7 separate regions of the Mus musculus genome follow, and regions 2, 3, 4, 5, 6 and 7 are each linked to region 1. The links are chromatin contacts, called in public HiChIP or PLAC-seq and promoter capture Hi-C maps. All regions are on one chromosome and are shown on one strand. Each heading gives the region's core, a stretch centred on a gene start, on an enhancer-like site or on the middle of the called end of the contact. The rest is flanking DNA. Distances are from core to core; before and after follow the strand shown.

Region 1 (3,010 bases), core at 356-2,855:
CAAATTTGGGGCCAATTTGGATATATGAGAGCAGACATTTTCACGGAACTTATTGTGTGTGTGTGTGTGTGGGGGGGGGGGAGACACGGGACCCAAACAGGAACTTCATAATGGCAAAACGACCTGGGCAATTTTAAGTCAGTAAGTCTGTTTGTTAGATATAGGCCCCTTTCCTTGGTTGGCTCCAAACCATCTGTATTATCCGTGTATATATAGACTGTGGCACCAAACTGAAAAGCAACTTAGAACAAGGTGTTACCTGTGTGGGAACTTGAGGATGAAGTCAGTGAGCTGCATGCATTTGAAGGGCATGGCCTGCCTCCTCACCCGAGTACAGGGTCCATCCACTAAAGCCTAGGATACAAAATCAAGGACCTCAGACAGGCATCTAAAGTTCAAGATGGCTGTAACCTCTACGTAATTTCTAGCCCTTTCTGGACGAAATGTACATTACCATTCAAATGAAGAAAATGCACGTTTGTGAACCCAGTATCCTAAAAGCCTCCACTGTGGTATTTTCAGACAAGGTCAAGCAGCCCAGGCTAGTGGCAAACTCCTGCTTCTCCTACCTTATCCTCCCAGAGCCTGAGGTAGCAGGAGCCACATCTATCTTTAGAATCCAGGGACTCTAGCAAGCACTCTACCAACAGAGCCGCACCTCCAGCTCACTGAAGTCTTCTCAGTTACCTCATTTAAACTCACCTGCATTTGCCTGCCTCGTTTACCCGGTGAATTAGTGCTGTAAGATGAGCTAACTCTACCCAGTGCTTCAAACTCCGTGGCCAGTGTTTCCTCAATGGTAAACCTGTAATCTAAAGAACTCCACCCAAGGACCACTCTAGCTACCCTGAGTAACATCTACGGTGCTGTCGATCTTACGGCCACGTTAAATAAAGATTGTAAAATACTCCGTCCCACACGTACCCTGTTCTGATCAATGACATCTACAATTGCGACCAGCTTTCCAGCATGGGGCCCGAAGGAAATGTAGGCCACCCGGCCAACCTCCACGTAACGCCTGAACACCTAAAACAGGAAAAGAAACAAGGGTTGGCTTTAAATATTCCAAGTCCGCTGCTTACCGGCAACACAGGGCTCGGGGCCGCCCTGGGAGACGAGTTTGAACTTAGTAGCCAGCATTTTTTAACTTCAAGTATCCCGTGGCCACTTTCCCAGCACACGAGCTCCCTGGATCCGCTCTTACCCATGTTTGATACTCCTTTAGTTCTCATACAATTAATTCATCGTTCAATCCACTGAACCACTCCCCGGTTCGCTTTTTCCGGAGAAAAAGAACTGAAGGGAGCTCATGAGGAGCCAGGCCGCCGGGCAGGTCCGAGGCCGCAGCAGCGCCGCCATCCCCGGACCTCAGGCCCAGCCACTCCCGCCACTGCGCACGCGTGGCCCCGGTAGTGCGGTCCACGCGAGCCGCGCTCCCTGCGGGCTGGGTTCCACGCCCCGCTGCCTCCCCACGCGCTGGCCGGGTCGCGCAGAGCCACTCCACGCCGGGGCTCCCCCGCCCGGGGCAGAAGACGGGCGTCGCGACGGCCGCACTCGGAGCTCTCGGCACACACACTCACCATGTTGGCGGCGCTCAGCGAGAAGAGAGAGGGCCCGCCCTGCCGTGCGCATGTGTCGGCAGAAGCCCCGCCCCCGACGTCCAGCGTGCCCACCGATTGGTCGACGGGGAAACGTGCGTGCTTTTACGCATGCTCACTGGGTTATGACATGGCGGTTCCGGCTCTCTATGGACTGCTTCTCCTCAGACACGTGCAGTGAGCTTGGCGTTGTAATTTCTCCTTTCTATTTTGTTTGGGTTTGGGATTTTGGGGACAAGGCCTTTTAGTGTAGGCCTTCCACACTGTATAATCCAAGCAGGCTCGCTCGCAGCAATGCTCCTGCCTCAGTCTCCCAAATGTTGGCATGACAGGGCGGTCACTCCTGAGAACTTTAGGGATAGGAAGGACTCATAGGATGAACTGTCTGTCCCCAGCCCACTTCCCTTTTCTTCTGTATACACAGGATATAATTAAGACACAGCCGAGGGTGCTGGCGCTCGCCCTTAATCCCAGCCCTCGGGAGGCAGAGGCGGAAGCAAATCTGGATTTAAGGCCGCTTCCCCTACCAAGGAGACATACTGAGACATTGTCTTAAAAGTCCAAAGACACAGGGCTGGAGAGATGACTCAGCTGTTAAGAGCACTGACTGCGCTTCCAGAGGTCCTGAGTTCAAATCCCAACAATCATATGGTGGCTCACAACCATCTGTAGTGAGATCTGACGCCCTCTTCTGGGGTGTCTGAAGACAGCTACAGTGTACTTACATATAATAAATAGGCCGGGGGGTGGGGGGAGGCGGGCGGGGGAAAGGGAATATATTTCACAGATATGCCTCTTATGGAGGCATTCCTCCAAGTGGGGCTCCCTCCTCCCAGAGGACCCTAGCTGTGTCAAGTAAACAAGAGCAAAGGAGCACACTGGGTGCCTTCCTCAGTCACTCTTCTTCCGGTCTTTATGAGACAGCCTCTCACTGAACCCAGAGTTTGCCAGTTCAGATAGGCATGCTGGTCACTGAGCCCCAGGGGCACACTTGTCTCTACCTCCCCAGGATGACCACTGCAGGCCATCGATCCTAACTCTTCCTAACTCTTCATGTGTGTGATGGGGATCCAAATTCAGGCCTTTACAACATTAAGCACTTTACATACTCTTTTATGTGTGTGGAGGAATAGTCCCCTTGGAGGCCATTAAAGCTAGAGCTATGAATGAGCTGGAAACAGAACTCAAGAAAGCATTCAACTGCTAGTCATCTCTGTGGCTCTGAACGAACCCCATTTCAGACATTTTATTTTATTTTATTTTATTTTATTTTATTTTATTTTATGTGTATGGGTGTTTGTGAGCACCAAGCGCAAACAAACTTAGTACCTGCAGAGGCCAGGAGAGGGCATCACATCCTCTGGAACAGGAGTTAACAGAAGATTATGAGCTGCCAGCCTCTCTCAATAAAT
Region 2 (3,199 bases), core at 625-3,124, 710 kb before region 1:
ACCTAAGTGTGATGGTGCATGCTCATTACTCTAGGGCTGGGATGGTGGGGACCAGTGGATCCCTGGGACTTGGAGGTCAGTCAGCCTGCCTTAACCAGCCATTCCCAGGTGCCAGTGAGAGACCTTGTGTCAAAAATAAAACCAAGGAACAGCTCTAGAGGACAACACCCAAGGCTCACATCTGGCATTTACTCACATGCTCTCACAAACACAACGGCCTTCTAAGTCAGACAAATGCCATCTCCAACTGCTGAGTTGCAGGCCAAGGATCGTCACAGCAGGTCCAGTTGACTATTGGCATTCCGTCCTAGGAGAGGACAGGAGGGTCTTTGGATCTTTACTTGGGTTTCCGACCGCTCCTCCCAGCCATTTATATTTTCTCCTAATTACTTGTGGAGCAGGGAGTATTGGAGAGGTCCTAGATAGTCAGGCTGAAGAAGCGAGGGTGGGAGGGGAGGGCCACCCCTGTGGCTATGGGGAAGCCATCTTCCACACTGGGTGAAGACTTTTCCAGTGCTTTGGGTTTGCAGTGCTTCTGTCTGTAAGCCCTCATCCGGGCTCTGTATGTAAGCCTAACAAATTCATTGGTTCCCTCGCATGAGCTGTGGTGGAATTATACCTTGGTTTATCCTTAGAAACTTGGGGTCCGCCGGGCAGTGGTGGCGCACGCCTTTAATCCCAGCACTTGGGAGGCAGAGGCAGGCGGATTTCTGAGTTCGAGGCCAGGCTGGTCTACAAAGTGAGTTCCAGGACAGCCATGGCTACACAGAGAAACGCTGTCTCGAAAAAACAAAACAAAACAAGAAACGTAGGGTCCTATCTCCCCACCGCCACACCCCACCTAGAAAAGGAACTTTAGCCCCATCTCTAGCCCGATTCTGGTCAACTGAGTTGGGCTTTCTTCCTTCCATAGATACTGTCAGCCTGCTCTCACATCAGAATGGAAGTTGGAGGACTCCAGTTGGAGGCCAACCTGGGCTACAGCGTGAAACCCTGTTTAAGAAGGAAACACAGCAAAACAGCTAAAGCTGTGACGCTCTGGGACCAGGCAGACGTGAAAGACTTTAAGTCCCACCCACCAAGATGTGCGGCGCAGGCAGCTTGAAGGCTGGGACCACGCGATTATGCTGCCTTCCCGGTGGGATCTGATCACCACTGCACGCTCTGACTAGAGAGGCCGATCCGTCCTAACCTCGGTCCGCTGAGCCTGCAGTGACCAACGGGCTCCAGACCGAGAAGTTTCCTGAGGAGGCTCAGAGGCATCGGCGCGCAGATGGGGAGGGGACTGGCTCTAGCCACGCCAATCTCCGGCCACTTCCGGTCCATGCCTCCTAATCTCAGCCAATCAGCGCCCTGCATCGCCGGCGTCCTATTGCTGTCATGGAGACGAGGGGGCGTGTAAACGCCAAGCAGGGCCTGCAGTGGGGCTGTGTGAGTCTCGCCATCTCTCCCACCTCTTTCTAGAAAGGATGCACTGGCTTTAGAGTGCCCAAGGCCACTTAGGTGTACTCAAAGATTCTCATTTCCGGCCCCAGCCCACAGCGCCGGAAGCGCTCAACCAGGCAGCATCCGGGTCTTTTCCGGCCGTCCTTGTGTTGCCATGGAGATGGGATGGCGGCTTTCAAATACCGAGGGATGCTCGCCGGGCAAACCTGAGAACTGCCCACGATTCCGGTCTCTTTCCAGTTTCCAGTGTCCCCTTAGGCCAGCGAGATCATGTTCGAAGTGGCGTGGGGTCCTTAGTGTCGCTGGATGGGCGCGCAAACTCGCTCACTTCCGGGTTCTTCTGGGTAGCGATCAGCCAATCAAAGTCCCGCTCTTTTTCCCCCCCGCGTCTCGCAGGTTGTCATGGTGACGCAGAGGGCTCACCCACGCGTCCAGGGGAGTTGGCCAGGTCTTCGGGTGCCTCGGTTTCCTCTGTCCAAGCTGTGGCCTCGCCGTGGCAAGGCAGAGCGCGTGCAACTCGGGTCCCCCACCATCGTGCAGGTGGGTGGGCAGCTGCGGCTCCATTCCTGGTTACATCTCTGACCCGCTTCATCCTCCTCAGAGGCGCGACCACTTCCCCCAGGACAGCAACTTATCTAAAGTCTTATTTAAAAAAAAAAAAAAAAAAGTTTATTTACGTGCGTGTGCACATGTTGAGTGTTTGCGGAAGCCAGAAGATGGTGTTGGATTTCCTCGAGCTGGAGTTACAGGTAGTTGTGAGCCACCCGGAGTGGGTGCTGGGAACAGAACTCAGATCCTCTGCAAGAGCAGTATGTATTCTTAATGGCTGAGCCATCTCTCTGTCCACTGATAGTTTTGACAAGGTTTCTTGCACATGTGAGAGAGTGTGCGCGCATGCATGTGAGTGTACTGGTGGATGCTCCTGTGTGTGCAGGCAGAGAAGGGTGTTGAGTGTCTTCCTCTGGCCTGTCTGCCTTTTGCCTAGAGACAAGGTCTTTTTCCCCTGCCCGAGGCTGGTTGTTGAGACTAGACTAGCCTGCCAGTGAGCTCCTGGGGTTCTCCCGTGTAGGCCCTTCAAAGCTGGGATTACTGGGTTTCTATGTGTGTGTTGAGTATTTGAACTCAAGTCCTCAGGCTTGCAGAGTAAACACTTAACCAGGTGAACCGTCTTCTCAGCCCCATGTTCTTTTGTAACAATGACATCTTAAGCTATCATACAGTTTCAGGGCTTCACTACGACATTTTCCTATATGTCTGTCTTTGTGTTTTCCTTATGTCTGCCCCTCACTATCTTCCTCTGCTCTTCTTACCCCCTCCTGCTTGTCCTCTTTCTCATCCTCTCATAGTTGTCTTGTGGCTTCACAGGACCTACTTTTATGTCTTGATTTTGCATGAGAGGAAACATGGTGTTGTGTCGTTACTGCCTCCCGTGACCCTTTGTTCCTGCCTCTCCTCCCTTTAGGCTCATTTTTCTTCCCTGTAGTCCTCTGTTTACTCCCGTTCCTCATATATGATATATGTTTAAATCTAGGTTATATACTATTTTGTATATTCCCACTCAATTTTGCCAGAGAGAGATAATGTAGTGTTTGTCTGCCTGGCTCTGGCTTACCTCATAGCATCACCGCAATGACTTTGACTCAATTCATCTTCCTGAAAATGATGTAATTCCACTCTTCCTGACAGCTGAGTGGCGCTCTGAGAGATGCCAAGTATCCCTGTGTATGCTGCCTGAGCTGCCTTTGGATGTTCA
Region 3 (3,037 bases), core at 75-2,574, 1.0 Mb before region 1:
TCTGTAACAGCACAGGCACAGGCAAGGGCACACACACGATCCCCACACTGCTCGGATAACATATATTAACAGCAGATTATGGAATCTCTTTCTAAAACTGTTGAACAGGGGAAGAGAGACATCAGGATCTGACACAGCTGGAGAAGCCAGCCATGAATACTAGCTACCGCTCTCAATTAGAATCTGGGGGCCTCAGCACTGGGCATCATTCAATGCTTTATGATTCTGAGGGAGATGAGACATGTATATGACTCAGATGGAGCTGGGTCTGAATGCTTTCGTCTCTCTTGTTGTTTTTATTTAGATCTATATTGGTATTTCTTTTCCCCTGTAGACCCTAACGGTCACAGTCTGCTTTGCTGCATTTGGACAGTCTAAAGTGCTTGTTAGAAAGCAACATGGTAGTCTCACGGGCACTTTCTCTCTTCACAGAAAGACCCAATTTCAGCTTTATGTGCTTTGGTTGAGGATGCTCAAGTCCATGTGGGCTCCAGGGTAAAGCAAGAACTGGGCTGAGCCTCTGAGTCTCCGCAGAGGTCAAAGGTCCTGGGCGGAGCAGACTCCTGCAGAACGTTCCCCCACGCTCTCCACACAGTAGCAAGGACCCTGCAAAGGAGTCAGAGATCCAGAGCCATCCTTTTAAATGCTTTCAATTTTAGGTAACTTTGGGCAGTGTCGGATTCCCTTCTAGAACATTCCAATTTGTCTCAGCAGTAAATTCTTGCCCCTTCCAGATGTGCTGCCATTTTAGTGTTGAATTTTGTTTTCTTCTGGAGTCATTGGCTTTGAGCGCTTAACGGCGCCAGCAAGGAAAATGGCCTGGTTCATCCCTTCATTATTTCTAAGTGAAATTCTGAAATAATATGCTGGTTTTAGTTAATCCCTTTGAAGGGAAAGTTTTCTTTACATGGATTAATATTAGATTGAAATCTGGCAGAGACGGATTTGGGGATGTACTCAGGATGGACGTGTATAAAATGAATGGGGTCAACGGACACTGTGTGAATCAGAAGAGTGAGCCACCTTCTGAGCCTTCCTCCCAAGCTAGCTCCCTGCGTCCCCTATCTGGATGACTCCAGATAGGGGACGCAGGGTCATACAATCAGCTGTAGAAGACATCAACAATGCCAGACAGCCCTGTGGCAAACCTCACTGTTCCCAAAAGAACCCACCAATGGCCTTGAGTTCCCCAGTGGCTTTTCAGTGTCCCTTTCAATGTTGTTACACAACGGCAGGCATTTGTTTTTATCTCTCAAGTCTGTAGGTCACTGGATCCGACCTGTGTTTAGCTGGAAATTGGGTTTGACTCTGCTCCAAGGAGCAAAGTTCATTCCACGGCAGAGGCAAGAAGGCCAGCCAATCACATACACACGTATTCAAGCCACTGTTCATGCTGCACCCACTGACAGCCCACTGCCCGGAGTCAACAACATGGCCAGATACAAAGCTGAGGAGAAGAAGCAGTTTACATGACAGAAGGACCAAGACAAGTAACATGGCCTATCCAGGGGTTGCACCCGATCGGTCCCACTCAAGCAACAAATGCTATTTCTCACAGTTCTGGAGATGGACACCAGGACACTGGTGTCTGTGGAAGCTTCCTGGCTTTCTGTGTCTTTATATGGCAGAGTGTGTGTGCTCACCTACCACAGTACACCCAAGAGAGAGACAGGGACAAGTGAGGGGAGAGAGAGGAGGGGAGAATTCATGTAGCAGAGTGTGTGTGCTCGCCCACCTGAGAGAGACAGGGACAAGAGAAAGGGGAGAGAGAATTCACATGGCAGGGGTTGTGTGCTCATTCTTTGAATGGGATTTTTTTTCTTGATTTCTTTTCAGATAATTCACCTCATTTAAAAGGAAAGAGTTTATCTTTTCAGCTCCACTGGGATATCAGCCATGGGCTTGTTACCTGGAGCCTTTATGGGGTGAAGGACATTTCAGAGATTTTCTTTAAATTATTTTTATTTTATTTTACATGTTAGGGTGTTTTGGTTGCATGCATGTAGTGCTTGAGGAAGCCAGAAGAGGGCGTCAGATCTCCTGGAACTAGAGTTACAGACTATTGTGAGATGCCATATGGGTGCTGGGAGTCAAGCCTAAGTGTTCGGGAGCGGACAGTGATCTTAATCTCGGAGCCATTAATTTATGCGGGACTTTGCTGAATACCTTTAGTCTCTGCTAGATTCCCCTGTGGTCTTGGCCCTTTGGTTAACACTAATTTTACCTCTTAAACTCTTGGTCGTGGGATGAGAAACACTTGATCAGGGAAAAGGTCTGTTTACTGTACAGTGCTGCTGGGTTTGCCTTGCTGGGATTTAGTTGTTGATTTTTGCATCTGGGTCAATCAGGGTTATCATCCTACAATTTTGTTTTATGTTTTTATAGCATCCTTCCCTGGCTTTGATATCAAAGCCATTTCCCTGATAACAGATATTTTCAGATTCTTTTGCAGGGGAATTTTAAGACTTTGGAAAATGTATTTGATCAGACCCAGCAACACAAGCACTGAGTTCTGGGCCTTTCCCTTCTCTCTCTCTCTCTCTCTCTCTCTCTCTCTCTCTCTCTCTCTCTCTCTCTCTCCTTGCTTTTTGTCAGTCCATTCAGACTTTCCATTTCTTTGATCTGTCTTGGCTGAGAACACACTTCTAGGGATTTATCCATTTTTTTTTCTTGGCTTTCTAATTTGTTATTGTGTACCTGGGTGTGATTTTGGGGGCCTGCTGCATATTCTGTCTACACTTGCGTTTCCTCACTTGTGAAATGAGGACATAGCCAAAGCCAGTAGTTTTGCATCATGCTGTTGCAGGAACTGAGTCTGAACCTCAGAGTGTTTAGTGCAGGGAACAATGAATCTGCTTGCTCGTGGTAGAAGCCGTTGTTCTAACTAGTGTAGACAGGGCTTTCAGAAATAAATGGCCCAGCTTAACCCACAAGAAAGATGTAGTCCTTGACCTCAGCATGGGGTGCTGGCCAGCCTTTTGCACAGAGATAGCCCTTAAGGGACCTCTTATCGTCCTAGGAACCAAGAGACAGGGTT
Region 4 (3,094 bases), core at 365-2,864, 560 kb after region 1:
ACCATGACAAAGAATAGCCTCAGAGAGGTGGCAGGGGCGGACCTCCTTAAGGAAGAAACATCTGACATCTGAATGTCAAGAGAACAGAACTCAGGGTGAGTGGTGTGCGCATTTCGGAGGAGGAGTCAGGAGGCTCACAGTCACTGTTAGCAACTAGTAAGTTTGAGGGCCAGCCTGGGCTGCATTAGACTGTCTCAAAAGAAAGGGTGTGAGAGCCAGGTATGCTGGTGCACCTCTTTAATTCCAGCACTAAGGAGGCAGAGGCAACAGGTCTCTGCGAGTTCAAGGGCAGCCTGGTCTACAAAGCAAATTTTAGGTTAGCCAGGGCTACATAAGGAGACACTGCCTAAAACAAAAGTGTGGAAGTGAGTATACACTCAGTGGCACCTTGTTCACCTAACATGCAAGCTCCTAGTAAGTCAATTCTCAATACCACAAAAGATAAAACACCTGTACCAGGTAACTGCATGTTCCCCCACCTTGTCTCTCTCCTACACCTTCCACAGGCTCTCACTTGACCACTGGGCCCAGCAACTTAACACACAGGAGTGTTCTCTTCAACGTCCTCATCTGTCAATGGGTGTGATGGTGGAACAACCCTGTGAACACTGTGAATTAACAAGTGTTAATAAAGCCGGGCGTGGTGGCACACGCCTTTAATCCCAGCACTTGAGAGGCAGAGGCAGGCAGATTTCTGAGTTCGAGGCCAGCCTGGTCTACAAAGTGAGTTCCAGGACAGCCAAGGCTACACAGAGAAACCCTGTCACGAAAAAAAAAAAAAAAAAAAAGTTGGCTGGCATTCATTCTTAGTACTGCAATTTAGGAGAGAGTTTTGTTTTCTAAAGTTTGAGACACGGTCTTGAAACTTAGCCTGAAGATCAAGCTAGCCCCGATTTTGTAATCTCCTGCCCCTCACCCATCTGTACTGCGGATTACAAGTGTGTACCACCCGGCCCAGTAGCTTTGTTTTCTTATTTTATTCGGTTTTGAGGATCTTGTATCAAACTGACTGGCCTCAAAATTGCTCTGTGGCTGAAGATGATCTTCAGCCCCTGATTTTGCCTCTATCTCTCAAGGTTTGGAATCCGTGGGCATGTGACCACAGCCTTCTGGAATATTTTTTAATATCTCCTTCCTCACCTGCAGGGGGCGTGTGCCCGGTGTTGTTCATCTAGTCAAACGAGCACACAAATGAACGAAACGATTGAGTCAATCTGTGGATTCACGCTACTGGCATTCAATAGCGCTTCGTGCCAGGATCTGTACAGGGTGCTAAAAATAGAGATGAACAAGGCAGAATTCATTCTTGACCTCACAGGACTGACAGAGACAAATATATAAGCAGATTAGGTCATTTTACACAGAAAACTGTGTGTGAAAAACAAGGTCAGTCCGCAAGGGCAAGCTGAGTTTGGGTGGTCTAGGATGCGTTGCTGCAGAGCAACCGGAGCAGAAGGGGCGGGTGAGCGCTGCTGCAGAGCGGCGGGTGCAGAAGGCCCCGCCCCGCCCCGCCCCGCCCCGCTCACACCTGCAGCCGCACCTGCCTTCGCACCTGCCCAGGCCCCGCCCCTCTCCACACGCGCAGAGCGCGCAGCGCTCAGACCCCGCCCCCGGTGCCGACGGGGCGTGTTCCCACGGCCGTCGTCAAGGTGACGGTGACGTCGCGGGCTGTAGAGTTCGGAACGTTCAGGCGGTGGCTGGTTGCCAGGAAACGCCCGGCAGGCGTGCTGCCAGGGCTGGCTCTGCGAGCAGACGCCGGGCGCCAGGACGCGCCGTCCCGGCCAGCCCTCGCGCGGAGCCTCCCTCCCAGATTCCAAACGGATGCCGGTTCCGGGGCTCACCCGGGAGGGCGCCTGGTCCCTCGATGCTCTGTCCTTGCCAGCGTCTGGAATTCGTCCTCTGCTTCCCGCTTTCATCTGTCTCTGCCTCCCCAGTATGATGCTCTATATCAAAGCAAGCAAAATGTTAAGGGCCTTTACTAGCCAGATAGCTCTGCTGATAAAGGCGCCTATGGTGCAAGCTTGGCAACCTGAGTCCGACCCAGAATGCAGGTAAAAGTGGAGAGCAGAGAATCTACAAAGTTATCCGGTGACCTCCACACATAGCAAGCGACATCCTCACCTACCCACACACAGCATGCACACACAATCATAAAAGATTGAAATTTTTTATCATTGGTGATGCGAATGTGTGTATTTTGACTGCCGTCTGTGCTAAGAACTGAACTCCATTTTCTGGAAAAGCAGTGCAAGCTCTCAGCCTCTGAACCATGCCTCCAGCCCCAGTAACAATACATTTCTTAAATTAGTTTTAAATGTTAGAGTAGTTCACACCTGTGACCCCAGTCTCTGGGAAGCTGAGGCGAAATATTATGCCAGTTTGAGAAGAGTCTGGCTACATAGTAGGTCCTTGTCTCAAAAAGCCAAATATACATAATTATGTATTTTTTTAAAGTTTTAAAAGGAGAAGCTAGCTCACTCATTTAATCCTTCCCTTCTTTGGGAGGCAGACAGATCTTTGTGAATTGGAGACTAGCCTGGTCTACATAGTGAGTTCCAGGCCAGCCAGGATAACATGGGATCTTGTCTCAAAAATAAAAGTCTAGAGATACGGCTTGGTGGTAAAGTATTTGCTTAGCCGCCAGGCGGTGGTGGCGCATGCCTTTAATCCCAGCACTTGGGAGGCAGAGGCAGGCGGATTTCTGAGTTCAAGGCCAGCTGGGTCTACAAGGTGAGTTCCAGGACAGCCAGGGCTATACAGAGAAACCCTGTCTCAAAACAAAACAAAAGCAAAACAAACAAAAAAGGTATTTGCTTAGCATGTTCAAGGCCCTGGGTTCAAAGTGCATGCATGCACGCACACACGCACACAGGTACACACACACCTCTCCTCCCTAATGCAATCCCCTGGCTGCCCAGGTTACTAGGTCTGGAATCTAAACTCTCTTGTAGCCTGTAAGACCAGAATGGCTTGCCTCTCCACATTCTTCTATAACCCCCCCAGGCCCCAGCTCCTCCTTACCCTCCTCCTCCAGTCATAAAACACACTGGTTGGTTCCTGCCCCAGGACCTTGATCCTCTCCATCTATCCTTTT
Region 5 (3,454 bases), core at 737-3,236, 820 kb before region 1:
AAAACGACTGACCCCTCTCTGAGCATTCCCTCCTAGGTAACGGTTGGTCAGCTGTACAAACAACAGTAAAGGAAAAAATCCCTGCCTCTGATACCTTGTAAGACTTCTGAAAACTCCAAATCTGGTGGCTGCGGGGCAAACTGCTTACATATGCTACGCTGCTGGGTCTGATACCCAGAAGCATGAGGCTCTGGTGGTGGGGGAAGAGGAAGAGGAAGAGGAAGAGGAAGAGGACAAGAAAGAGGAAGAAAGCCTAGATTTTATCAAGCAATGTGCTAAATAAACAAACAAACAAACAAACAAACAAAGCACCTTCAGATTTTTAAAAAGGTAAGAGCCTGTCTGGAGACAAGAAAAAGTCTACGTATGAAATGCATGCTTAAGCCGGGCATGGCGGCACAGGCCTGGAGTCCCAGCCCAGCGTGGAGGTGGGAAGACCATAGTTAAAGGCCAGCCTACACTACGGTGAGTTCAAGGAGCAGACAGGTTCTGAACAGGCAGAGCCAGTGTGGGAGGAGAGATAGATGGTGGATGAGGAGGAGCATGCAGAGAAAGAAGAGGGGAGAGGACGAGGAGGCAAAGGGGGAGGAAGAAGAAGGGAAAGGAGGAGGAGACGGGGGGGGGGGGGGGAGAAGAGGAGGAGACAAAGGGGGAGGAAGAAGAGGTGGGAAGACAAGAAAAGGAGAGAGGGACCAATGCTGCAGACAGTTTAACTGCACAATTGACTAAGCTCTCAACGGGAATACCTTGAATAAGGCTCCTCATACTTAACCAGCATCCTGGTACCCTCCCCAGTAAGAGCTCTCTCGATACCGAGGCTCCTCAGTATGTGAGATCAGCTGTGTGTGTGTGTGGGGGGGGGGGGGGTGCAGGGCTGGAATGGAAGGGCACAGCAGACCGTGTGTTCCCACAACCAGCCAACACAGGGCCAGAGGCTGCCTGTACCTCTGTCAGGAGAGTTGAAGCTGACAGGACCTGATCCAAGGTACTCCCTACTGAAAGAGCATGGCAGTCCGGTCAAGGTGTCGGGGTGGGAACCCTCACAGAGGAAAGAATGATGTCCCAGAGGAGAGGTCACTGTCCTTACTACCCTCAGCACGAGCCTGCACATGCCACAGTCCTGGGTTAGGATGGGAAGAAGATCTAAACAATAGAGATGTGTCCACCTTCTTAGTAAATCTCAGGCAAGAACTCTGGTGCTGAAAGGAACGCCATGCCTGCCTGATCCTGCACATACTGGCTGGCTGGATTACTGCACACCGAAAGCAAAGGCTGGGGTGACATTCCAAAACCTGTTTGCTTCAGGGCCTGCTCTTTCCCAGATGACCTCTGAGGTGTGGTGGTCAGCAGATCTGGGTGTGACACAAAGAATTACTTCTTGGATCAATTGGTGTCAACCATAAAAGGCCGGGGAAGAAGGACCAACAGGAGCATGGTCACCCAAGAACAAACATGGTGACCTTGCTGCTTGGTGTGCGCTGAGTGTCACATGACTGGTCTACTGCACACAGGTCACCGTCAGACCACATGAGGCAGCTGGATGTCACAGAGCAGGAAGCGGTTTCAGGTAGTGCAGCACATACTCTGTGAGCCATGGAAATGAATTCTCTGAATGAATGAAGTGACTCTGGAAAGGTTGATGTAGAAGGAGGTCTGACTCAAAAAAAGCAGATGGGGAAGTGTTCCCTCTCATCAGCCAGGCAACTGAGGGCCAGGTTCAGGGGCAGAGCCTGGCTGTCCACCCAGGAGGGGGACTGGGGGGGAGTGTCAGTGGGGTCTTACCCCCAAACACGGTGGCCAGGATGTACCTACCCTGGTTTTACCCCTTCTGGTTTCTCACCTTAGGGAGCCCTGTATCCCCAACTCCACCAGCCACAGTGGGCACCGCCCTACACAATGCCCACAGTGGACCTAGAAGGGAAGCAGTGGACAATGTCTTCTCAGCCACCCACAGTGGCCTGGCACTGGTGATTCACTCTACTGAGTCATGTGTCTCCCGGGTTACAGATATGTAAACACATAGACAAAACCCAACCAGGGCAGGGATGAAGCACAGTGGAAACCTGCCTGCTGTGCAGACATGAAGATCTGGAGATCTATCCCTGGCATACACTAAAGAAGCCAGGTATGCTGGTGTGCCCCTCCGATCCCAACTCCGGTTCCTGGGGGCTCCTGACCAGCCAGTCAAGCTGAGTCATTGATCTCCAAGTCCACTGAGAGAGCCTGTCTTAAAATGTAAGGTGAGCCAGCATGGTGGAGAACACCTTTAATGCTAGCACTTTAGAGGCCAGTGAAGCTCTGCTTTCGAGGCCAGTCAGGGATAGATAGTGAGACCCTAGCTCAGAAACAACAACAAAACACCAACAAACATACATTGGTGATGTATAGAAGACAATGCCATCCTCTGGTCTCTACATATATATATATATATATATATATATATATATATATATACATATACATATATGAACACAGATATATAACACACACACAAGATACATAAATAAGTAGTAGGGCCAGGCACAGTGGTGCACACCTTCAATCCCCAGACTCAGAAGGCAGAGGCAGATGGATCTCTTTGAGTTCTAGGCCAGCCAGTGTTACATAGTGAAACCCTGTCTTGAGACATAAACAAATAAACAAGCAAACAAAAAATCCAGGACACCAGGCACAGAGCAGGCCCCTAGGTTGCTCTCTACACATCACCTGCACTTCTATCCCTCAAACAGCAATGCTGTGTTTTGCAGTTCAGAAAGCCCAAGGAAAACCAAATCTGCTGATGTAAGAGCTGCTTAACGAAGATCTTTCCAAAAAAAAAAGGTTCACAGTGCTGTAGCAACGCCCAGCATCTGCTCCCAGTGATGGGCAGAGGCAGGTTTTACAGTGTGTAGCCACTGCTGTGGGTGTGCAGCACCCAGGCATCTCTGCTCTCCACTGGTAACAAAGTTGCATGCCCTGCAGCTGACATCCAGCCTAGTCTTCCAGTCTGATCACAGAAGACAATGTTACATCTCTGTTGGAAGTTAAGGGAAATAACTAAATTCATAAAACTCTTAAATTCTCTTTACTGACCATTTGGGTGGGGTGTGTCACAGAACTTCACTTTAAATCTTTAATTTCAATTAGCAGATAGTTAAGTTCTTTTTCTTTTTAAAAGATTCTATGTATTTGTATGTATGAGGTGGATGCACATGTGAGTGCAGTGCTCCCAGAGTCCAGAAGAGGACATCACTCCTGTGGAGCACCTGTGAGCCTCCTGATGTGGCTGCTGAGGCCTGAACTCAGGTCCTCTGCAAGAGAAGTCAGTGTTGTAACTGCTGAGCCATCTCTCCAGCTCCAATTAACAGACATTAATAAAGAGCCACCCAGCTCTAAGCACAGAATCCACAGAAGGAAATAATACACAAGAAGACTTGGATGCACCCAACCTTAAGCTCATTCCAGCTCCTCCACT
Region 6 (3,228 bases), core at 596-3,095, 840 kb before region 1:
TGTATCAATGTACACATGTGTGTGAATGTGCATGTGTGTGAATGTGCATATGTGTATCAATGTGCACATGTGTGTGAATGTGCATATGTGTGTGAACGTGCATGTGTGTGGAGTGTTCCATGCACCTATCCTCCACTCTGACAGTATCTGGCACCACTCCAGAGTCCTGTGTACCCTCTGACTTAGAACCACATGAATCATGGCTTAAAAAGTCTCCTGTGCCACCCTGGAGCACAGAGCTTTAAAGGACAGGAAAAAGAGCCAATGCTGTCTGGGCTGGACCTAGTTCCACGGCACAGACCATGCCTTCTCTTAATCAGGACCCAGGAACCTGACAACTGCTGACTCCATCAGTATCTAGAGACCAGACTGTCGTCCCCCACCTCACCCCACACTACCACCCATCAGCCTGGCACTCCTCCCCCAACACTATCCCTGTCAGTCAGTCCGCTGTGCCTTCCCTCCCACGGTCTGGTGAGACAGCAGACAAGCTCCTGGCCTCATCGGATTCTCAGTTCTCTGGCTGCCCCACTACTCTTCTCTGCAATCAAGAGCTTGCAGCGCTCTGGGAGTGAGGCAGCAACAACACCCTCAGGACGCTATCTTCAAAAGAAGAGACCTTGAGCTCTTGGGGTGGTTTTGGTACTTCTGAAAAGTTAGCCTGAGCCATAAGCAGTTGACAGCTATCACTCACTAGGCTCAAGGGTACTGCTGTAGCCATTGTTTAACTACCTGCTTCACCTCCAAAACCATTTTTCTCAAGCTTGCCAGTGAAACCCAGAAGTCTGGCTAGAGTTAACTTGTATCAATATTTGGGCATGCTGCAGGGAACCTGTTTTCCCCATCCAAGAATGCTCAGAAGCAGCCCTCCCAGTCTCAGGTGGTTACCATGTTACCCTGAGATATCTCTGAAGTACTTCAAAGTTCAAAAAAAAAAAAAAAAAAAATCCCATCTGGGTGAGACAGCACAGCCCTGTAATCTCAGGACTCAGGAGGCTGAAGCAGGATGATGAACAATCCTAGGATAGCCTGGGCTACATAGACAAGACTCTGTCTCCCAAAAAGAAAACAAAATCCACATTTGAAACCAGTTATTAAAATCTGATTCACTCTGCTTGGTAGAAAATGTGTAGCCATCAACTTACTAAAGACCATTTAGTTACCAAACAATTGTCACTCTTTAAACCAGTGCTGGGCAAACAGGGATCCAGACCTTGTGAACTGGAGGGATTTCAAAACCAAAAGCATACAGTGAGCCACAGAGGCGGGATGCAGAACCACACACACACTGCTTAACTGTCCTTATGTGATCAAAACGGGCTGAGGCAGATCCGAGCGGGCAAGAGTCAGAGTTATGGTTTCTGGGGAGGTTGCAGAAGCAAAAAAGGGATGCTGAGATGTTCTAGAAGCCCCGGGGTGCTGCACTACCTGGGCAGCAGTCCTACTTGGACATCAAGCCATTTGTACACCTGTTCCTTTAAGAACTAAGAGAATATGGCAACATCAGTGGCCAATCTTGCCTGGCTGGACACTAACAGGAAAAGCCTCAAGTAGTCTATGCAGCTCAAGGTAAAGCGTAGCATTTACCATCCTCCAAAATGTCCATGGTATCGTTCTGCTCATGGGTGGCTGCCAAGATGTCCAGGGTATCATGCTGCTCGGGGATGGCCGCCTTCTCTTCATCCTGGTAGTTGTATTCAAAACATTCCTCTTCCCCTCCCACGTCTCTCAGGGACATTGTTGAAGTCGCCCCAAATTTGAAACATTGTCCTAAGGGACTGTCCTTGGGAGAGCCTTTGGCCACCTGCCCAGAGGAGCCATCGGGGCCCAAAGCGCACATGCTGGGCTCCAGCCAGGGTCGCAGACATGCCCTGGCTTGGCAGGAGTGGACGGGTGTGCACAGGGCCACCCGCCCAGCATCACTGGGAGAAGGAAGGACAGAGTGGCTCACAGGACCTCGGAGGCGGAGCACGGCAGGCAGAGCACCTGTTGGAATAGCAGCACCCTGCCAATTGCCCTGCACACAGAGGGGAGCCAGGCAGGAATGTACGGTGCCCTGAGGTACGCTCTTGGCCTTTCTCCCCCTTGAGAAGAACAGGAATGGTAGCGTCCTGAAAGTTTCATAGCAACTGCAAAAGAAAACACCAGCCACGCCTCAAGCAGGTGCACCTGTCTGTAGGAAGGCGCTGCGGCTGGGGCTGGAGGAGTTGCCCTGATGAAGCATTGCTCAACACCTCTGAGCTGAGAGACTTCCTGTAGGTGTGCTCGTAGGAATCTGAGGAGACTGTGAGGAGCCAAGGACTACAGGGACCCAGGGGCAGGGATCCTGACTTCTCTCACAAATGAAGAAGGATGTGCAGGGACCATCACCTGACTAAACACCACCACCCAGACCTTCTCGGCACAAGAGCCATGTTATTTTCCTCATTAATCTGTGTTTTATACACGTTCCCCTTCAAGCTCTGTCTACAAATCCAGGAAGAATTCTCTCACTGCTAGAGCAAGACAAGGGAAAAACTGACCGCCTAATAGCTTACAATGGTGCCCCAAGGAAGAGCCACAGTTGATGGTGTACCTTGCTAGCCATTCCCTGCATTGCTTGAGTTTGCCTGTCACAGATAACAACACAGGTGCTCCTATCCGATTCTCTGTGAGTTGGCCCTGACCAAGCACCGCAACTGGACATCATAGCTCATTCTGTGGTCCCCAGGTTCCAGCCTTCCCCCGGCTGCATGCAAATCCACACCTGCGACTTCCATCTCTCTGGCCGCTGTCCCCTGCCACGTAGCCAGGAAGGGAAGCCCAGCAGCGAGATCTTGGGAAGAGCAGTAGGCAAGGCGGAGGACTGGGTTTTACTAAGCCTGGAGGCTGAGGGCTGAGGACTCCACACTGAGTTGCTACCTTTATAAAGACTAGTATAAAATCATGTGCCACAGCAGGATGCCACAGAAGGATAAAGATTTTACTTAAAAATTCCAACTAGAGGCAGATTATTATACTTCCGTTAAAATTTTAGAACGTCAAAATGATTGCTCCATTTTAACACATTAAGATTGTGTTTGGAAAAGACAATGTTGCAGAAAATCACAGGCAGATTTCAAGATTAGAATTTCAAATTTTTCTGAAAAATTATGTATCCACAGGGTTTAAACACAATGCTTCCAAGATTCAGGCATGGTACCACATGCCTGGATTCCCAGCACCAAGGAGTTCAACGCCAGCCTGGGT
Region 7 (2,982 bases), core at 211-2,710, 630 kb after region 1:
TTCTCCTTCTGCAGCCCTGGGAAGGAAGGCGCTCCAGGGAGTTTGGCTACGGCAGAGGTTTTAGGTGACTGGGGGATGGTCAATACACCATGTAAGCTTCAAGTCAGGCTCATCCTAGGCTGGGAAGGAAGGGGACTGAGGAGTGGTCATTTTCAGGGTCTCCATGTCCTCCGCTATACACATCTTGGTATCTTTCACAGCTAAAGAAGCTGAAGCCCAGGGAGACACAGCCCATGGAGATCACACAGTAATTGGGGCTGAGATTTCAAAGCAAAAGCTCACTTCCTCTAAGGTTTGTGGGTGTTGAGTTGGGGATAGATGTGGTTAGGTCGTAAAAGCCTCATGGGCCATTTGAAAGAGCCTAGACGTCAGACAGGGTCATCAACAGGAACCAGCTCGAATGGCTTTAAGTAGGGGAGTGAAGTTTTCAGATTTTTAAAACTTTTGGCAGAGCCTGGTGTTCATGTATCCCAGACTGGCCTCAAACTCAACTATGGTGAGTTTCTGACCCTCCCTCCCCACCTCTCCGGTGCTAGGATTAAAGGCACCTACCACCACACCTGTTTTATGGCTATCAGGGCTTGGTGCATATTCTAGGAACTGAGCCAGATCCCCAGTTACCTCAAATGATATTCTAAAGAAATGACTCTGGCTGTTGCGTGCAGTGATGTGTGGGTGGCTGCAGGTGGCACATGGGTAATGCCAGGCAGTAGTGCTGGTGCAAAGAGCCCAAGTAGAGAAACCAGGCCAGAGGTGTCTAAGGGAGAGATACATGGTGGCTCTGGAGACTTTGGAAGCTGACACTTCTCGTTAGATTAGGAACAGGGTTGGAGGTGGGCATAGACCTCATAGCAGTGGAACACAGATGGCTTAGGTGGGAGGCAGATGCGATAATGGACAGGCACGGATTGGTTTGGGGGATAGGATCAGGTCTGGGTGCTAATTTGAGGCTAGGGGTGCAGAGGACACTGAGGGGAAATGCTTTGGTTAGGGAGCTGAGGAAGATGGAAGGACTTCTAGAAGCTGCCAGAGTAGTGAACAGAGGGGTAGAGGTGGTTGGGGGGTGGAAGTAGCCTAAGAGTAGAGATGGCCAGAGGGCAGGCAGCAGGGTGGATGGTGTGGCAGAGGGTGGCCCAAGGGCAGATGGCCAGAGAAAGCAGAAAGGTAACCCCAGAGCAGAAATGGTCAGAGAGCAGAGAGCTAGCCCAGGGCAGCAGTCCTGACTGCAGAAGTAGTCCCGAGCGCAGGCGGCCCAGAGTTCACGCACCATGAGAGAGGAGTCATCGCTGCTCATGGCTGCAGCCCGGCTCAGGTGATGACCGGCTGAGCGGGATTCCCAGCTCTGGCCGCCCAATTCGCAGCCCAGCTCACGGCCGGAAGTCTAAGGCGCGCGCGTCCTTGGCAACCTGGCTGCTGGCCTGTTGCTAAGAACTGTGACATCCGGGAGGGCGTGGCCTGGCCCCACGTGACTAGGCCACGCAGCAGCGGGAGAGGGCGGCCATGGGGCTAGGGGCAAGCAGCGAGCAGCCGGCGGGCGGCGAGGGCTTCCATCTGCACGGGGTGAGCCGGGGTGGTGGAAGATCACCAGGGAGGGTTGCACAGCCCCGAGGCCTGCAGTGACCTCCCTGCATGCCTTGCGAGGCCCAGCGCGTCCAAGATCCGAGGCCCCTTCTCTAAGGAGCATTGCAAGGGGCTGGGAGAGCTCGTGGGCTTTGGGAAAGCTGCTGAAGAGGGGGTGAAGTGGCCAGAATGACTGGAGCCAGGGTGGGCATTGGGACCCCAGAGTGAAACATCCCGAGACCTAGATGGGGCCCTACGTGTCACTTGCAGGGAGGTACGAGCGAACAGGCTGCTGGGAAGTATAGTCTGGTTGATAAAGAACGCCGTATGGAGTTGGGGATAGAAAGATCTTTGAACTCAGCTCCCCTGTTTTGCCCCTTTGAAAAGCAGGTAGATGCAGAGCTGTGTGGAGGCGGGCAGGTTTGTCAGGTTGTCTGGCTGTTGGGTCAGCCTGCCTGCCTTCATTCCTTCAGACAGGATCTTGGTACTTAGTTCAAGCTGTTGTTAAACTCTCAGCTGCTCTTTCTCGGTTCCTCTTAAATCTTATCTATCTATCTATCTATCTATCTATCTATCTATCTATCTATCTATCTATTTATTTTGTGGGTGTCTCATTATGTATCCCCGACTGGCCTGGAACTTGCTATGTAGGCTAGACTGGGCTGGAACCTACAGAAATCCATCTGCGTGCGCCTGCCTCCTGAGCCATTATGCCTCTCTGGTCTATGTCAAAGGAAGTCTGGAGTCAGGGCTAGGGAAGCGGTTTCTAGCTGGAGAGCCACATTGGCTTTACAGATCAAAGTGACAAGATTTGTGCTTGGGGGTTGGCAGACATTGGGATGCATCCAACCGGGGGTGTTTTAAAACAGGTTCACGGGAAGTCAGGAGTTTGGGATCTTTGCACAAGGGCTGAGGGAAGTGAGGTGGTGGGGGTGGTGGACGGAGTGAAGGCAAGGGGGGCTGGTTAAAGGGGGACAGGTTGATCAGGTCAGAGGATGAGGACCCGTTACAGAGATGTGTTTTTGGTGTGTGTGTTGTTTTTGTTTGTGCACACGAGTGTGCAAACCAGAGGTTTTAGATCCCTTTAAGTTGGAGTTATAGGCATTTGGGAGCTGTCACACTTGCATGCTGGGGACTCAACCCAGGTCGTCTGATAGAATAATAGGCTCTTTTAACTGCTGACCTATTTCTCCAGTCCCTTTGTTTGTTTGCTTGTTTTTTCTTTGAGACAGGGTTTCTCTATGTAGCCCTGGCTGTCCTGGAACTCACTCTGTAGATCAGACTGGCCTTGAACTCAGAAATCTGCCTGCCTCTGCCTCCCAAGTGCTGGGATTAAAGGTGTGTGCCACCACTGCCCGGCTGTTTTTGATGTAGGATGGCCTTGAGCTCTTGATACTTCCCGAATCCCAGGATTACAATGTG

Evidence for each region. Promoter capture Hi-C pulls out the DNA fragments that hold promoters and counts their contacts. HiChIP or PLAC-seq counts read pairs in DNA pulled down with a chosen protein or histone mark.
Region 2: a contact with region 1 is called in a promoter capture Hi-C map of second pharyngeal arch cranial neural crest. The contact joins the promoter of Ulk4 here to the promoter of Rpl14 in region 1. A contact is called at or near these places in 13 of 39 promoter capture datasets (the 3T3-L1 cell line, 3T3-L1-derived adipocytes, the HPC-7 cell line and 9 more), 1 of 15 datasets of contacts at CTCF or cohesin (the NIH/3T3 cell line), 2 of 484 Hi-C or Micro-C datasets (cortical neurons and natural killer cells), 25 of 115 datasets of contacts at active chromatin or transcription factors (the 230-238 cell line, bone marrow-derived macrophages, cardiomyocytes and 18 more) and 4 of 9 other capture datasets (adipose tissue, embryonic stem cells, liver and 1 more).
Region 3: a promoter capture Hi-C map of liver shows a contact between it and region 1, with 2.6 times the contacts expected there. The contact joins the enhancer-like site here to the promoter of Rpl14 in region 1. A contact is called at or near these places in 3 of 39 promoter capture datasets (frontonasal cranial neural crest, hippocampal neurons and liver) and 3 of 115 datasets of contacts at active chromatin or transcription factors (astrocytes, bone marrow-derived macrophages and large pre-B cells).
Region 4: a FOXA1 HiChIP or PLAC-seq map of pancreatic cancer cells shows a contact between it and region 1. The contact joins the enhancer-like site here to the promoter of Rpl14 in region 1. A contact is called at or near these places in 1 of 39 promoter capture datasets (neutrophils), 2 of 484 Hi-C or Micro-C datasets (the C2C12 cell line and embryonic stem cells) and 1 of 115 datasets of contacts at active chromatin or transcription factors (pancreatic cancer cells).
Region 5: a contact with region 1 is called in an HNF4G HiChIP or PLAC-seq map of pancreatic cancer cells. The contact joins the enhancer-like site here to the promoter of Rpl14 in region 1. A contact is called at or near these places in 11 of 39 promoter capture datasets (the 3T3-L1 cell line, the HPC-7 cell line, cranial neural crest and 7 more), 1 of 15 datasets of contacts at CTCF or cohesin (stem cell-derived epiblast-like cells), 5 of 484 Hi-C or Micro-C datasets (the AML12 cell line, cortical neurons, stem cell-derived neural stem cells and 1 more), 16 of 115 datasets of contacts at active chromatin or transcription factors (bone marrow-derived macrophages, cardiomyocytes, craniofacial prominence and 10 more) and 3 of 9 other capture datasets (embryonic stem cells, macrophages and pancreatic islet).
Region 6: a contact with region 1 is called in a promoter capture Hi-C map of liver, with 3 times the contacts expected there. The contact joins the enhancer-like site here to the promoter of Rpl14 in region 1. A contact is called at or near these places in 6 of 39 promoter capture datasets (the 3T3-L1 cell line, cranial neural crest, frontonasal cranial neural crest and 3 more), 9 of 115 datasets of contacts at active chromatin or transcription factors (cardiomyocytes, craniofacial prominence, embryonic basal ganglia and 6 more) and 1 of 9 other capture datasets (adipose tissue).
Region 7: a contact with region 1 is called in a promoter capture Hi-C map of pre-B cells, with 2.3 times the contacts expected there. The contact joins the promoter of Gorasp1 here to the promoter of Rpl14 in region 1. A contact is called at or near these places in 2 of 39 promoter capture datasets (liver and pre-B cells) and 2 of 9 other capture datasets (liver and pancreatic islet).

Annotation. Positions count from the first base shown.
Region 1 is chr9:120,570,112-120,573,121 of GRCm38.p6, reverse strand. It overlaps Rpl14 (ribosomal protein L14), which reads right to left and starts at 1,605. Exons shown (of 6, transcript NM_025974.2): 1 at 1,581-1,605; 2 at 925-1,026; 3 at 260-354. The coding sequence starts at 1,583.
Region 2 is chr9:121,275,847-121,279,045 of GRCm38.p6, reverse strand. Ulk4 (unc-51-like kinase 4) reads left to right here and starts at 1,874. Exons shown (of 37, transcript NM_177589.3): 1 at 1,874-1,986. It overlaps Gm34655 (a long non-coding RNA gene), which reads right to left and starts at 1,299. Exons shown (of 2, transcript XR_003948091.1): 1 at 1,080-1,299; 2 at 1-307.
Region 3 is chr9:121,564,883-121,567,919 of GRCm38.p6, reverse strand. No RefSeq gene overlaps it. Among named protein-coding and RNA genes, the nearest start is that of Lyzl4, 21 kb to the left of the region's middle. Within about 2 kb of position 1,324, at least 8 of the 459 cell types and tissues checked have an H3K27ac peak or open chromatin away from gene starts, as enhancers often do. A contact at or near this core is called in liver, where this site is marked.
Region 4 is chr9:120,009,856-120,012,949 of GRCm38.p6, reverse strand. It overlaps Gm33800 (a long non-coding RNA gene), which reads right to left. Exons shown (of 4, transcript XR_871355.3): 3 at 1,842-1,943; 4 at 800-1,272. Among named protein-coding and RNA genes, the nearest start is that of Xirp1, 12 kb to the left of the region's middle. Within about 2 kb of position 1,614, at least 341 of the 459 cell types and tissues checked have an H3K27ac peak or open chromatin away from gene starts, as enhancers often do. A contact at or near this core is called in the C2C12 cell line and pancreatic cancer cells, where this site is marked.
Region 5 is chr9:121,394,528-121,397,981 of GRCm38.p6, reverse strand. All of the region lies in intron 2 of Trak1 (trafficking protein, kinesin binding 1), which reads right to left. Among named protein-coding and RNA genes, the nearest start is that of Trak1, 29 kb to the right of the region's middle. Within about 2 kb of position 1,986, at least 53 of the 459 cell types and tissues checked have an H3K27ac peak or open chromatin away from gene starts, as enhancers often do. A contact at or near this core is called in bone marrow-derived macrophages, macrophages, pancreatic cancer cells and 1 more, where this site is marked.
Region 6 is chr9:121,414,673-121,417,900 of GRCm38.p6, reverse strand. The region is part of intron 2 of Trak1 (trafficking protein, kinesin binding 1); the gene reads right to left. Among named protein-coding and RNA genes, the nearest start is that of Gm51661, 39 kb to the left of the region's middle. Within about 2 kb of position 1,845, at least 50 of the 459 cell types and tissues checked have an H3K27ac peak or open chromatin away from gene starts, as enhancers often do. A contact at or near this core is called in epiblast stem cells and liver, where this site is marked.
Region 7 is chr9:119,936,036-119,939,017 of GRCm38.p6, reverse strand. It overlaps Gorasp1 (golgi reassembly stacking protein 1), which reads left to right and starts at 1,460. Exons shown (of 9, transcript NM_028976.2): 1 at 1,460-1,560. The coding sequence starts at 1,501. It overlaps Ttc21a (tetratricopeptide repeat domain 21A), which reads right to left and starts at 1,412. Exons shown (of 29, transcript NM_028735.3): 1 at 1,268-1,412. The coding sequence starts at 1,294.